Regions from separate parts of the Mus musculus genome. Here region 1 is linked to region 2. A link is a contact called in public promoter capture Hi-C data. All regions are on one chromosome and are shown on one strand. The core of a region is the stretch at or near the end of the contact, and the rest is flanking DNA. Distances in the headings are between cores, read along the strand shown. Region 1 holds the start of Mia (melanoma inhibitory activity). Region 2 overlaps Cyp2f2 (cytochrome P450, family 2, subfamily f, polypeptide 2).

Region 1 (6,176 bases), core at 3,215-5,714, 52 kb before region 2:
TACTTTTTCCCATCTTCATTATTTTAGGTGGGGTCTTAGACTGCTCACCCAGCCCCCACTCACTGTAGCCTGAGCCAACACCCCCTCACACACACCACCACCACTGGAGATGTTTATAAGCATCTCCCATCACATCCAGCTTCTTCCATCGCCACGGAGCGTCCATCACATGTAATGGCTGTAACTCTGGCGGTTGGAGGGAGGTGTGATAGTAAAACTAGCAACCTTTTTTTTTCACAATTTCACAGTCTTATTTCCATTTCTTCCCCCTCATCCTTTGTAGAAAGCACAAAACCTCTTGGCTAATATACTGCCCTGCCCCCACCCAGGGTAGGGTGGGGTGGAGGATGGAGATATGTACGACTTGCACTTTCTGGTATCCCAAGTTTCGTGTCCTGGTGCCCACTTGGGGTCGTAGCTGTCTGTCTATAACTCCAGTCACAGGGGGATCTGCTGCCCTCTCCTGGCCTCCACAGGCACTGCACTCATGCACATATACCCATCCCCTACTTACCTAAACATAAAGTCTTAAAAACATTTTTTCCCCTCTGATGTGGGCTATGCATTCTAGGTTGACTTCAAATTCACAATCCTCCTGCCCCAGACTCCCAGATGCTGGAACTATAGGTATGTGGTAGCACACTTGGTTCTTCCACATCCGTGAGTAGCCAGCGACATTAGCACTGTGCTTTGAGTCCCTTATAAAGTATAGTCATGACTTGGACACAAGCCACAAGAGCCTCGGTCTGCTTACATAGATGGTGCTTGGCTGACATACACAACGTGCGTGGATAAAAATGTGCTGAAATGGAAGCGGGTGAGATTTCATTGCATTGTTCAAAATAACATAGAATTCATAATTAACAAATTACGCCTAGAAGTTTTTATTTAACATTTCCAGACCAAAGGGTATCTGAAACCATAGTAAGTCAAAGGGTGGATAAGAATGGTGAAGGGTTTCTGGATAATAATAAAAATGAGATGTTATATGCATTATTAAAGACAAAGGCTGCCTTTCGTTGGCTTTGGCAGGTGGCAAGCTGGGAGGGCTGGGGATGACTCAGTGGTTAAGAGCACTGTCTGCTTTCAGAGGACCAGAGTTAGAGTCTCAGCACCCACATGTCAGTAACTCCACCCCGAGGGGATCCACGGGCATGAATACAACATGCATTCCGACTAAACTCCCATACACACAGTCACACACACAAAACTAGGCTGGGGAGAGGTCCCTGAGTCAGCCCTCCTCATCACCTCCCCCTACCCCCATAGTCCACAGTCCAATTTTTACAAGCAATTGCACGCTTCGGGGCGTTTACCGGGGCTTGGGCGGGCATCCCTCAAGTCCAGCCATCGGATGAAAGTTCCATATTTCATGACCTGTTGGTTGCAGCCTCAGACTTAAAGTCAGACATACAGCTCCAAGATTTCTGACCCACCAAGAACCTAGTGGTATATATATATATATATTTTTTTTTTTTTTTTTCTGTTATGGGCACCAAAGTCCACATGCATGTCAGGTAAGTATTTTGGTGCCGAGTACATTGGAAACACTGAGTGGGTTTAAGTAAATTGAGTTTTGGGGGAATAGAGACATTTCTACAATAAGACAATATGGTGAGTGTACTTTTTTTTTTTTTTTTTTTTTTGGTTTTTAGAGACAGTTTCTCTGTATAGCCCTGGCTGTCCTGGAACTCACTTTGTAGACCAGGCTGGCCTCGAACTCAGAAATCCACCTGCCTCTGCCTCCCGAGTGCTGGGATTAAAGGCAGCGTTCACCACCACGCCCGGCTCGTGAGTACCTGCCTGTTTCTTTTGTCTAGGAAGGCCTGAATTTTCAGCTTTGCACATGGCTTATGCAGATGAGGTATCCTGTGTATCTCCAAATCGCTGGCAGTACTGACCATGCAGTTAGTTCCCTATATTGGAAGCTTACTTTTTAATTTTAGATTTATTTTATGTGTGTGAGTATTTTGCCTTCGAGTATGTTTATGTACCATGTGTAACCTCAGAGGTCAGAAGAGCATCAGATCCCCCGTGACTGGTGTTGCAGATGGTTGTGAGCCCCCACCATATTGGTGTTAGGAACTTAATTTGGGTCCTCTGCAAGAGCAGCAAGTATTAACCACTGCAGCCCCTGAGGGTTATATTTTTGTTTTTTTGAGACAAGCATGTGAATTTGAAGTCACTGTAACTGAGGGTGATTGTGAACTTCTGTCCTCTTAGCTCTACATCAATAATCCTGGGATTGTAAGTGGTACACTGCCTCACCCAGGTCATTTAGTGCGGTGGGTGGACCCCAGGGCCCGGCGGATGCCAGGCCAAGGAGTCTACCAATAGAGCTACATTTAGTCCCCTATGTATTAGTTAGTTGTCTCCCAGAGGCCTTCAGATTTTCATGCCTTGAATCTTCACAGTGCCAAGATTTGAAACTAGTATTTACAGTAAAATATCTACTGCCCAAAGAAACACTTTGATGTATTCTAAATTGGGAAATTCAAAACATGAGAACAACATGCTACCTCATGGTCTCTGCTACCAGCTTCATTTATTTACCAACTTGTGTCTAAAACTTCTCAAGGAAATCACCTCCTACACTTATTTTACAGTGGTCTTACTGTTTTAGTTTTTGTGGTTCTGGGCATTGAACCCAGGGCTTTGTACATACTAGACAAGCTCAGTCCTGGGCCCCTGACATATATTTTAGTTATAAATTATCATACATTATTTTTTGGCTTGGGAATTGAACCCAAGATTATCAGGCATTCAACCACTATGTTCCTGTCCTGTTGCTATGAAGAGACACCAGAACTAAAGTAAATTAAAGGCAGAGCATTTACTAGAGGTCTTGCTTATAGTTGAAGAGAATCAGTTCGTGGTGATTATGACAGCATGGCAGCAGGCAGGCATGATGCCAAAGCAATAGCTGAGAGCTTAAACCTGGCAAGATGAGGCAGTGAAAAGGAGAGGAAATGTGTGGGGGTGTGGTGGGGGGTCTGGCTTGGACTTTTTTTTTCATTAAAAAATTTTTTATTAGATATTTTCTTTATTTACATTTTAAATATTATCCCCTTTCCTAGTTTCCCCTCTGAAAATCCCCTCTCCCCTCCCCCATGGCTTGAGCTTTTGAAACTTAAAAGCTCACACCCAGTGACAGAACTCTACCAACAAGGTCATCTGCCAACCTTCCTAAACAGTTCCACCTACTGGGAACCAAACATTCACATATACTAGCCTATTGGGACCACCTTATTCAAACTATAACCATTAAGCTATAGTTTCAGCCTCAGTCTGTTGATTGCATCCTTGTGAGGTCACTAAACATGCTCTTTGGGCCTCTGTTCCTTGCACGTCTGTTCATGGACTGCTCCTTCTAAGAGGCATGTCAGGTCAGATAACAGTGATACTAAGAAACCCTGAAATAAATCTTTTTTTCCCCTTCCTGGTTCAGTTACCATAGACATACATTCTTTAGCTCAATTTCTTTGTGAACTGGGCTTGTCAGGGCTACTCCTGAGGCAATTCAGACCATCCCTGATATATACATATATGATTTTTACACATGCATATATATGTATGTGTATATATACATACATACATATATATAGTATATACACATATATATTTTGTGTGGGTGTACATACACACACATGCATATGATTTGCTGGTGCATGCCTTACCCACGTTTGGAAAGGCAGAGGCAGGTTGATCTCTTAAGAGTTTGAGGCCAGTCTGGTCTTTATAGGGAGTTCCAGGCCAGCCAGGGCTGTGCAGTAGTAGATCGGTGTCTCAAGAAAAAAGAGTGGGCTGGAAAGATGGCTCAGCGGTTAAGAGCAGAGCACGAGTGGGTCTTCCAGATGACCCAGGTTTGATTCCTAGCACCTAGCTCTGTAGCTCCAGTTCCAGAAGACTCAAGACCCTCTTCTGGCCTTTAAAAATACCAGGCACACATGCAGTACTCAGACATACATGCAGCAGTTGTTTGCTTTCATTGCTTTCTTTATAGATGAGTGGGTTGAAGCTCATAAGCTAGAATAGCTTAGCTTCTAGTGAGGAAGTAGCCTGTGAATGTGCACAGTGAGCCAGGTGGGACAGTGCCTAGCCTGAGGCCAGACGTTGAGTGTTTGCTCAGTACCTGGGAACCCTGGCTGTGGCTGCTAATCAAAGAACTGCCTTGTTCTCAGACCTCAGCACAGGAAATTCCAGGGTGGTTTTCTATACTGGCTCCTCTAGCTTGGTCTCTGGAGGGTCCAGGTACCTAAAACGACTTGAAGGTGGAATCAGATAGTCCAGCCTGCCTATCTGCGTCTCTAGTTATCCAGGGGGTGATCGCTACTTGGAATTGCCTGAATTGCTTTGGGCTCGAGTAGGCATTTTCTTTGGCCCATAGCCCTTACCCTCTCTCTAAAATGGTACTGGCTGGAGAACAACCTTGGGGAGTGGGTGAGGGTGAAATTTGGTTTGGGGCGGAGACAGGATCGAGAACACAGGTTTCCTTGATATTCAGCCTGGAAGGAGGGCAGGAGGAGCCCAGAGACCTCGTTCTTCACTTGGTCATTCTCAGTCCATGATGGTGTGGTCCCCAGTGCTCCTTGGCATCGTCGTCTTGTCTGTTTTTTCAGGGCCTAGCAGGGCTGATCGAGCTATGCCCAAGCTGGCTGACTGGAAGCTGTGTGCGGACGAGGAATGCAGCCGTAAGAGTCAGGGAACAAGGGAAGGGGGCTGAAGGCTTGGACTGCTAGTCTGTTTTGCAGTTGCTGTCATTTCCTTCTCCCTCCCCAGATCCTATCTCCATGGCTGTGGCCCTCCAGGACTACGTGGCCCCTGATTGCCGCTTCTTGACTATATATAGGGGCCAAGTGGTGTATGTCTTCTCCAAGTTGAAGGGCCGTGGGCGCCTTTTCTGGGGAGGCAGTGTGAGTCTTCAGAGAGTGATAATGGGAAGGGTGTGGGGTTTGTTTGGGTTTGTAAAGCCTTGTTTTCCATATGAAGGGAAGATTTGGGGGGAGGGGAAAACGAGATTTGGGGGAAGGAAGGACATTTTATTACTTATTGCATTTTTTTTTTTTTTCTTTAGAAATTACAGAGAAGCTTAGCGCCAAAGCTCTTTTTCATACCCGGGATACAACAGTGAACAAAGGGGTAGAGGCAGGCAACCAGCAAGCCATCAAAAGTGGCAGCAAACATGACATTGTGAGGATTAGTTGTAGTGGCAACATTCTATCCATGAGCAAATGGCATTTAAGCTGAGATTCAAGTAAGAGGGAAGATTGTACACAGGCGTTCAGCAAGCATAAGTGCCGTTTCCCCAGATGGACTTTTAACTTCTTCTCCAGGTTCAGGGAGGTTACTATGGAGACCTGGCAGCCCGCCTGGGCTATTTCCCCAGTAGCATTGTCCGGGAGGACCTGACTCTGAAACCTGGCAAAATTGATATGAAGACCGATGTGAGTGTCTTGGGGGTGGAGGTGGGAGTAGGATGATAGTTCCTTTATTTGCTTACCTGTTTATGAGAAGTAATTATTTTTGTTGTTGGTATGTACCCAAGCTGGCCTCAAAATCACTAGCCTCCAGTTTCAGCCTCCTGAGGGCTGCTGAGTTTACAGGCCCTGCCCAGTGCTGAGTGATCTCTAATTGGGAAATGGCAGAGGGTGCAGTACTGGAAGCTAATGTGTTCATTTCTGGGTGATCAAACCTAGTCCTTGCAGCTATAACTTTGTTAGAACCACTAGGCGCATTGCAATGTCATCACTGGTTGGTTTTCTATCTACTCTTTTTCAGCAATGGGATTTCTACTGCCAGTGAGCTCAGCCTACCGCTATCCCTGCAGTTACCCTTCCGGCTCTATGCAAATACAGCAGCCAATGGCAAACTATTTGTCTCTTTGGTTTTTGGGGTTGGGTGGGTATGTGCAAAGAATGTTTCACGGGTTTCTGAATATAGCCAATTAATGCCCTGAATGTTGTAACGTCAGTGGCTACTAGGCAGAATTTCACTTTGCAAGCCCTTTGCTCCAAGGTAAGGTTTGGGACCCCCAAGCAAGGGGGTAAACAGTACAATATATGTACGCTTTCCTCTCTTTTAAAGGGAGTTGAATCATTGGTATGAGCCAATAGATCCCGAGAAGCGCATAGAACGTACAGTTTTTTTGTTTTGTCTTTGTTTTGAGGGTTTCTCTA
Region 2 (6,456 bases), core at 148-2,647:
GGGTTGTTAATGGAGGGCTCTACTAGACCCTCTGGACGGGGTAGGGTGGGGGTGGAGGGTAGGAGAAGGGAGGAGGTAATGTAGAGGGGACATTGCTGCCCGTGTACCTTGCACTTTGGGGTATTTCATAAGAATAAGGAAGGCGTGACGCAGTGTGGTGCCCACGGTTTCTGTGCCACCGAAGAGCAGGTTGTGTGTGGTCATCAGCAGGGTATCCATATTGAAGTGGCTCAGTGGGTCTTGCTTCTCCTGTGGTTGAAGGATGGTACTATGAGTCAGGGACTGGGAGAAGCTTATACTTCGGAGCCTCTGTGATCCACTCAACTGCTACCGTCACTAGTCGCTGGCTCTGTCCCTCTCTTGAGCTAACTTTTTTTTTTTTTTTTTTTTTTTTTTTTGGTGGGAGCCGGGTAGTGTGAAGGGAGAGAGAAAAAGTGACAAGGCCCAAGGTGAACAATTTGGCCAACCACAACGGCTTAATAATTTGTTAATTGGTAGTCGCTTTGGGCAGCTGTCCAGCAGGGCCAGGTGCCACAGCTTCAGGACTCTACCCAAACTGAGATCTGTGCACGTTTGAGGCGGGGAGCGGGAGGGGGCAGCAGGAGGGCTTCACACCAGCCTAGAGGGAGAATCTTCATCCTACAGCTACCTGTGCCATCTTTGTGAGGAAGCAGTCGATGAAGTCCCGGGGAGAGTTGGGGTCCAGGGAATCCTGGTGTTCGCGGACGCTGCGGGCAATGAGATCTTTCATGCCTCCAAAGTTCCGGAACAAGCGTTTGTGTGGCCCAGGTATCCAATCAAGGACACTTGGGAAGATGTTGTACATCTGGGGACCAGAGTTGGAGAGGCTTCGTGAAGCAAGCTTGGGGGTTGATGGATAGGCTAAGCAAAGCAAACTTAAATCAACTCTGACCTGGTCTTGTCATGGGCAGCCAAGTTCTGCAAGGGTGGAACGAGAGTGGGAGGGAGGGGGGCAGGACAGAGGAGGATGGGTGGACCGTGTAACTGGGGGTGGGGTTTTAAGGAGGAGTTCTTTCTATTTTGTCTAGCTTGGTCAGGAACTTGTGGCAATCCTCTCCCCTCGGCCTCCTTAGTATGGGGTTTATAGGCATGTATCTCATCACTGGCCCCTGGTACATTTTTGGACCCTGTGGACCCATGATCCCATCTGGTTGACCTCCGAGTGCTTACCTCGCCCCAAGGGCTGCTCATAATCTTGAAGTTGTCATTGATAAAGTGGATGATGGTGAGCAGACGCTCATCGTCATAGTCGAAGCGACTTCCGAAGACGACAGAGCAGATAATGTTGGACACAGAGCGGCTCAGGATAAACACGGGGTCAAAGGGCTTGCCTGAGGTGGAGAGATGAAGTAGGTCAGTGTGAAGCTCTGCCAATACAACATGTGCCAGATGGAGTGCTCCCACGATTCCTGCTTGCTCAGAATTCACCCACCGTGAGACAGCACCTCACAGTCCAGAATGCTCTCACGAGGCCACGCAATGTGCAATATGACAGGCCACGCAATGTGTGATATGACAATACTCCTAAATAATTTGGCAATGTCATGTACAACAAAACTCTTGCAGAACAAGAATACATTACACTGCCCACAGCACGGCACACAGGTATCATAGCCAACAGCTGCCCACAAAATCACCAGTGAGTACAGCCAAAGAGTCCTAAGGGTGGTTAGCACCTGTAACCCCTGCTGAGGCAGGATGGTTGCCTCAAGTTTGAGGTCAGCCTGGGTTATAAGGCTCAAAACTGTCTCAAAATCAGACAGCTAGGGACCAGAGGGCTTCCTCAGGCTATTAATGATTGCCTATAACTCCAGGAGATCTGACCTTCCTTATGACCTTGGCAGGCACCCCTGAACACTCTGCATGCCACAAACACATATGCATACAAGTAAACCCTAAATTAATAAAAAAAATAGACATTTGTTTATAGTGGTTGACCTCTGCAATCTCAGCACTTGGGAGGCAGAGGGTAGGGATCAGGAGTTCCAGGTTATTCTTGGTTGCATAGAGAGTTTGAGACCACCCAGGGCTATGAGAGACTTTGTCTCAATGAAAGAAACCAAACCAAACCTCATAAACCAACCAAGCACAAAATATGCCAGTACAGACAGCCCAGGGACATCCCAAGGCGCAGTCGCAATGTACCACCTCATGGTGTCAGTATACTCCAACATCCGGCTGCCAACATACAGCAGTAACTCACAGCAACTCATAGGATAGTGCAGAACACACTGTAGTATCCTGGCAGCAGAAGAGGTGATGCATAGTAAGTTAACATTGGGGTGCAGCAGACTCACAGTGAAGTGTCATACACAATGCCAGAGGACAACTTTACCTCAGGATAGACCACAAACATATTGTCTAACCTCTTATCATTCAACAGCCAAACACACTATAGGATACAATAAAAGCAACAAATGCTAGGTCAGGTGGTGCAGGAGGCCTGTAATCCCAGCACTTGGGAGACTGAGGCAGGAGGCTCATTGTGAGTTCCAGGCCAGCCTGGGCTACAGAGTTTCTGTTATGAAAACAAACAAACAAAACTCACATTTCAACACAACATTTAAGGTGTAAGAGCAGAAAGTCCAGAAAACAGTTTCTGGAGGTAGGACTTTGCTTTGATTCTAGTGTGGGCTCTTAGTCTCCATGTTTTTTTTTTTTTTTTTTTTTTTTTTAAATCTGAACCTCAGTTCCCATCCATAAAATGGGCGTGGTGATAGACTCCTCCTCATGGAGCTCTTAGAAAGAGTCAGGGAAATTTATAACTGAGACTTGATCCATCATGGGGCTGCTACAAAGCAAACTGCTGTGGAAGGTGGAACACTGGACATCACGAGAGTCCATCTCCCCACCCCAGGATCTTACCTTAGATGTGATGTTATTCAGAGTTTTGTAATATGGGGCTGGAGAAATGGCTCAGTGGTTAGGAATATGGACTGCTCTTGCAGATCACATGGGTTTGGTATTCAGTACCTACACTGGGCAGCTCACAATTGTCTATACCTCAACTCTAGGCGGACCCAATGCCTCTGGTCTCTTCAGGCAGCTGCACTCATGTGCATACACCTCCCCCAGACACATAATTTAAAAAGATCTTAAAATCTCAAAAATAAATTTGATAATGAGACTATTCTGAATTACCTGGGTGGACCTTAGTAAGGTCCTTATAAAGAAGAGTTAAGTGCATATAAAACAAAGTGTGTTAGCTGGATTGGTGGTGGCACACGACTTTAAGCCCAGCACTCAGGAGGCAGAGGCAGGTAGATCTCTGAGTTTGAGCCCAGCCTGGTCTACAGGCAAGTTCCAGGACAGCCAGGGCTACAGAGAGAAATCCTATCTTGAAAAAAAAAAAAGTGTGTTGGTGGGGAAAATGAGGAAGAGGAAGAGGAAGAGGGAGGTAGGGAGAGAGAGAGAGAGAGAGAGAGAGAGAGAGAGAGAGAGAGCATTCTATTGACCCCCTTAGTACTTTGAATCTATAAAACCATGAAAAAGAATGAATCTGGCTGGGTGTGGTATCTTGCACCTGTAATTGAAGCACATGGGAGAGAGGCAGGAAAATTGCTATGAGCTCGGGCTACAGAGTGACAACCTAGGTAAAACAAGCAAACAATTTGTGTTATATTAATATAGTGCATTTGTGCCAATTGAAAAAATAAATTTTTATGTATTTGGTGTGTGCATGTGAGTGAGTGAGTGTGTGTGTGTGTGTGTGTGTGTGTGTGTGCACACGCGATGACATGAAAATGAAGGTCAGAGGACATGCTCTCTCCTTCCACTGTCTTGGCCAGGCTTGGTACCAAGTACCTTTGTCTGCTGAGACATCTCACTAGCCGCATTTGTGGGAATGTATCAGAGCGTTAAGAAGCTAACATAAGCAGCTATGACCACGCTTACGTCACATGTGATCCCAATTTTTTTCTCCCAAATCCAGTAAGATTTGGAGAGCAGGGAAGAGTTGTTGTGGCTGTTTTTTGTTTTGTTTTGGTTTGTTTGTTTTTTCCCCCCTGCATTTCTGTTTCTTCTGTAAAATGGGGCAGATTCTGAGACTCCGTCGGTTTATGTGATTTTCTTTTCTTGTTCAGGAACTTGATGTACTGTGAAGACTGGCCATGAACTCATGATCCTCTTGTCTCAACCTTCTGAGTGCTAATGAATTTTTTAGAGAGATGAGCATACCCAAGGGTCTTGGAACTGTAGAAAACTGTGATTTTGTAGAAAACTGTGATTTTGTTTGAACTTTGTATTGCTGACATAGAACTGAGGTCTTATGCACACTAGGCAAGAACTTTGCCACTGAGCCACACCCCCAGCCCCTCACTGGAGGATTCTAGCCAGGGGCTCTACCACTGAGCCACACCCCAGCCCCTCACTGGGGGATTCTAGGCAGGGGCTCTCCCACTGAGCCACACCCCCAGCCCCTCACTGGGGGATTCTAGGCAGAGGCTCTACTATTGAACTATGCCCCCAACCACCTCCTGTGGGATTCTAGGAAGGTGTTCTACCTTCTTAATTATAAATCCCATAAGAAATAAAATGATCAACCCCCAAAGATATTTAGTTTTAATTATGTGTGTGCACATACATGTGTGTGGATGCCCGGAGGCCAGAGGGTGTTGGATCCTCTGAAGGTGGAGTTATAGGAAGTTGTGAACTACGACGTGAGTTCTGGGAACTGAACTGAAATCCTCTGCAGGAGCAAGAAGTGCTCTTAATCACAGAGCCATCTCTCTAGTCCTCTTTCCCCTCGCCCCCTGACATTTTTTATTTTTGAAACAAGGCCTCATGTAGCATAGGCTGGTGAAGGTGGAGTTATAGGAAGTTGTGAACTACGACGTGAGTTCTGGGAACTGAACTGAAATCCTCTGCAGGAGCAAGAAGTGCTCTTAATCACAGAGCCATCTCTCTAGTCCTCTTTCCCCTCGCCCCCTGACATTTTTTATTTTTGAAACAAGGCCTCATGTAGCATAGGCTGGTTTCAAACTCACTATTTATCCAAGAATGATCTTGAAGTCTTGGCCCTCCTGCCTCCACCTCCTGAATTCTGGAATTACAGGTATGCACTACCACATCCAGGTCCAGCTGTGATAGATTCCCCTGAACATTTTAAATTAGGTTTATTCACTTAAGTTTGTATGTGAGTGTTTTGCCCGAGTGTGTGTATGCACCATAGACGTACTTGGTACCTGTGGAGGTCAGAAGAAGGCACTGGACTCCCTGGGATGGGAACTATAGAACTACCGTAGGCATATGCTGGGAACTGAGCTGGTGCAGTTCAGTTGGCCAGCTGTGTGGTAAGTGTTTGAGGATGCCATCATCACGCCCACTAGGAACAGACAAGTTGGGACATCACGCCAGAGCTGTGATCATTGGGCAAGCCTCAGGGGCCCTCACCCCCACCAACCCCCAGGAGGACAGTTCACACCATAGGCAGTGTGAGAGGCCTCCAGGAATTTCTGCTCACATCCAGGTTCTGGAGCCCACTAGTGGGATGGATGCTATCCCCAGGGTGTGGCCTGACCTTCCATTTTCCTCAGCACCTCCAGCAGGAAGCTGCCTTCTTCCAGGATCCGCTCCTCGATGCTTCTTTTTCCCATGCCAAAGTTCCGCAGGATTTGGACAGAGAACCTTCTGAGGATCTTCCAGCGCTCTCCATCGGAGAAGGCGATGCCTGGGAAGAGGAAAAGGAACGGCAAATCCAACTGGCAACCATTCCCAAATCACAGCCACCGAGTCATCTCTTCCTGCTCCATCAGGAGGGGGATTCTAAACTGACTCCGCAGTTCTTCCAGCAAATCCTTCCCGACTCTTGGGACTGGACCAGGAGCCTGCTTTGGGCTCCACAGGACTCTGGGCTTTCCACTGATCATGCTGACTCTGTATTCCCTTGTAACGACCTGTCACTTTGAGGTGTCAGAAGGCAGAGTAAAGACACATTTTGTGTCAAAATGACCTTTGAATTGTCATCAGACTTTGTTGATTGTTTATTGATTATTGAGTGCACAAATAAGATATGTAAATAAGAAAAATAAATATTGGGACACTGGAAACTTGTCCTAGGACAAGCACGGTCTCTGACCCTTTGTACAACCTTTCATGGAAGTGAGTCTCTTCCCCCTCTCTCTTTCTCTCTCTCTCTCCCTCTTCCTTCCTTCCTTCCTTCCTTCCTTCCTTCCTTCCTCCCTCCCTCCCTCCCTCCTTCTTCTTCTTCTTCTCTCTCTCTCTCTCTCTCTCTCTCTCTCTCTCTCTCTCTTTCTTTCTTTCTGGAAAATAAACATTTAATTTAAATTTTGAGAAAACATCCCATTTCTAAGCATCAGTTTACCCTTTTTGACTCATTTCTACATTTTCTCCAAAAGGCCTTTGTTGGTTAACCTCATTGGAAATGTCTGTGAAGAGAGAAGCTCAAAGGAGAAACTGCTTCCAGTTAATAGGCCC

What was found. Promoter capture Hi-C pulls out the DNA fragments that hold promoters and counts their contacts.
Region 1: a contact with region 2 is called in a promoter capture Hi-C map of liver. The contact joins the promoter of Mia here to the enhancer-like site in region 2. A contact is called at or near these places in 8 of 39 promoter capture datasets (3T3-L1-derived adipocytes, embryonic stem cells, epiblast stem cells and 3 more), 10 of 484 Hi-C or Micro-C datasets (Sertoli cells, embryonic stem cells, liver and 3 more), 5 of 115 datasets of contacts at active chromatin or transcription factors (all in embryonic stem cells) and 3 of 9 other capture datasets (adipose tissue, liver and pancreatic islet).

What each region holds. Positions count from the first base shown.
Region 1 is chr7:27,179,437-27,185,612 of GRCm38.p6, reverse strand. It overlaps Mia (melanoma inhibitory activity), which reads left to right and starts at 4,464. Exons shown (of 4, transcript NM_019394.3): 1 at 4,464-4,691; 2 at 4,780-4,913; 3 at 5,334-5,444; 4 at 5,779-5,872. The coding sequence starts at 4,568. The coding sequence ends at 5,802.
Region 2 is chr7:27,124,087-27,130,542 of GRCm38.p6, reverse strand. It overlaps Cyp2f2 (cytochrome P450, family 2, subfamily f, polypeptide 2), which reads right to left. Exons shown (of 10, transcript NM_007817.2): 4 at 5,540-5,689; 5 at 1,192-1,352; 6 at 650-826; 7 at 108-249. Among named protein-coding and RNA genes, the nearest start is that of Cyp2f2, 7.4 kb to the right of the region's middle. Within about 2 kb of position 1,397, at least 6 of the 459 cell types and tissues checked have an H3K27ac peak or open chromatin away from gene starts, as enhancers often do. A contact at or near this core is called in liver, where this site is marked.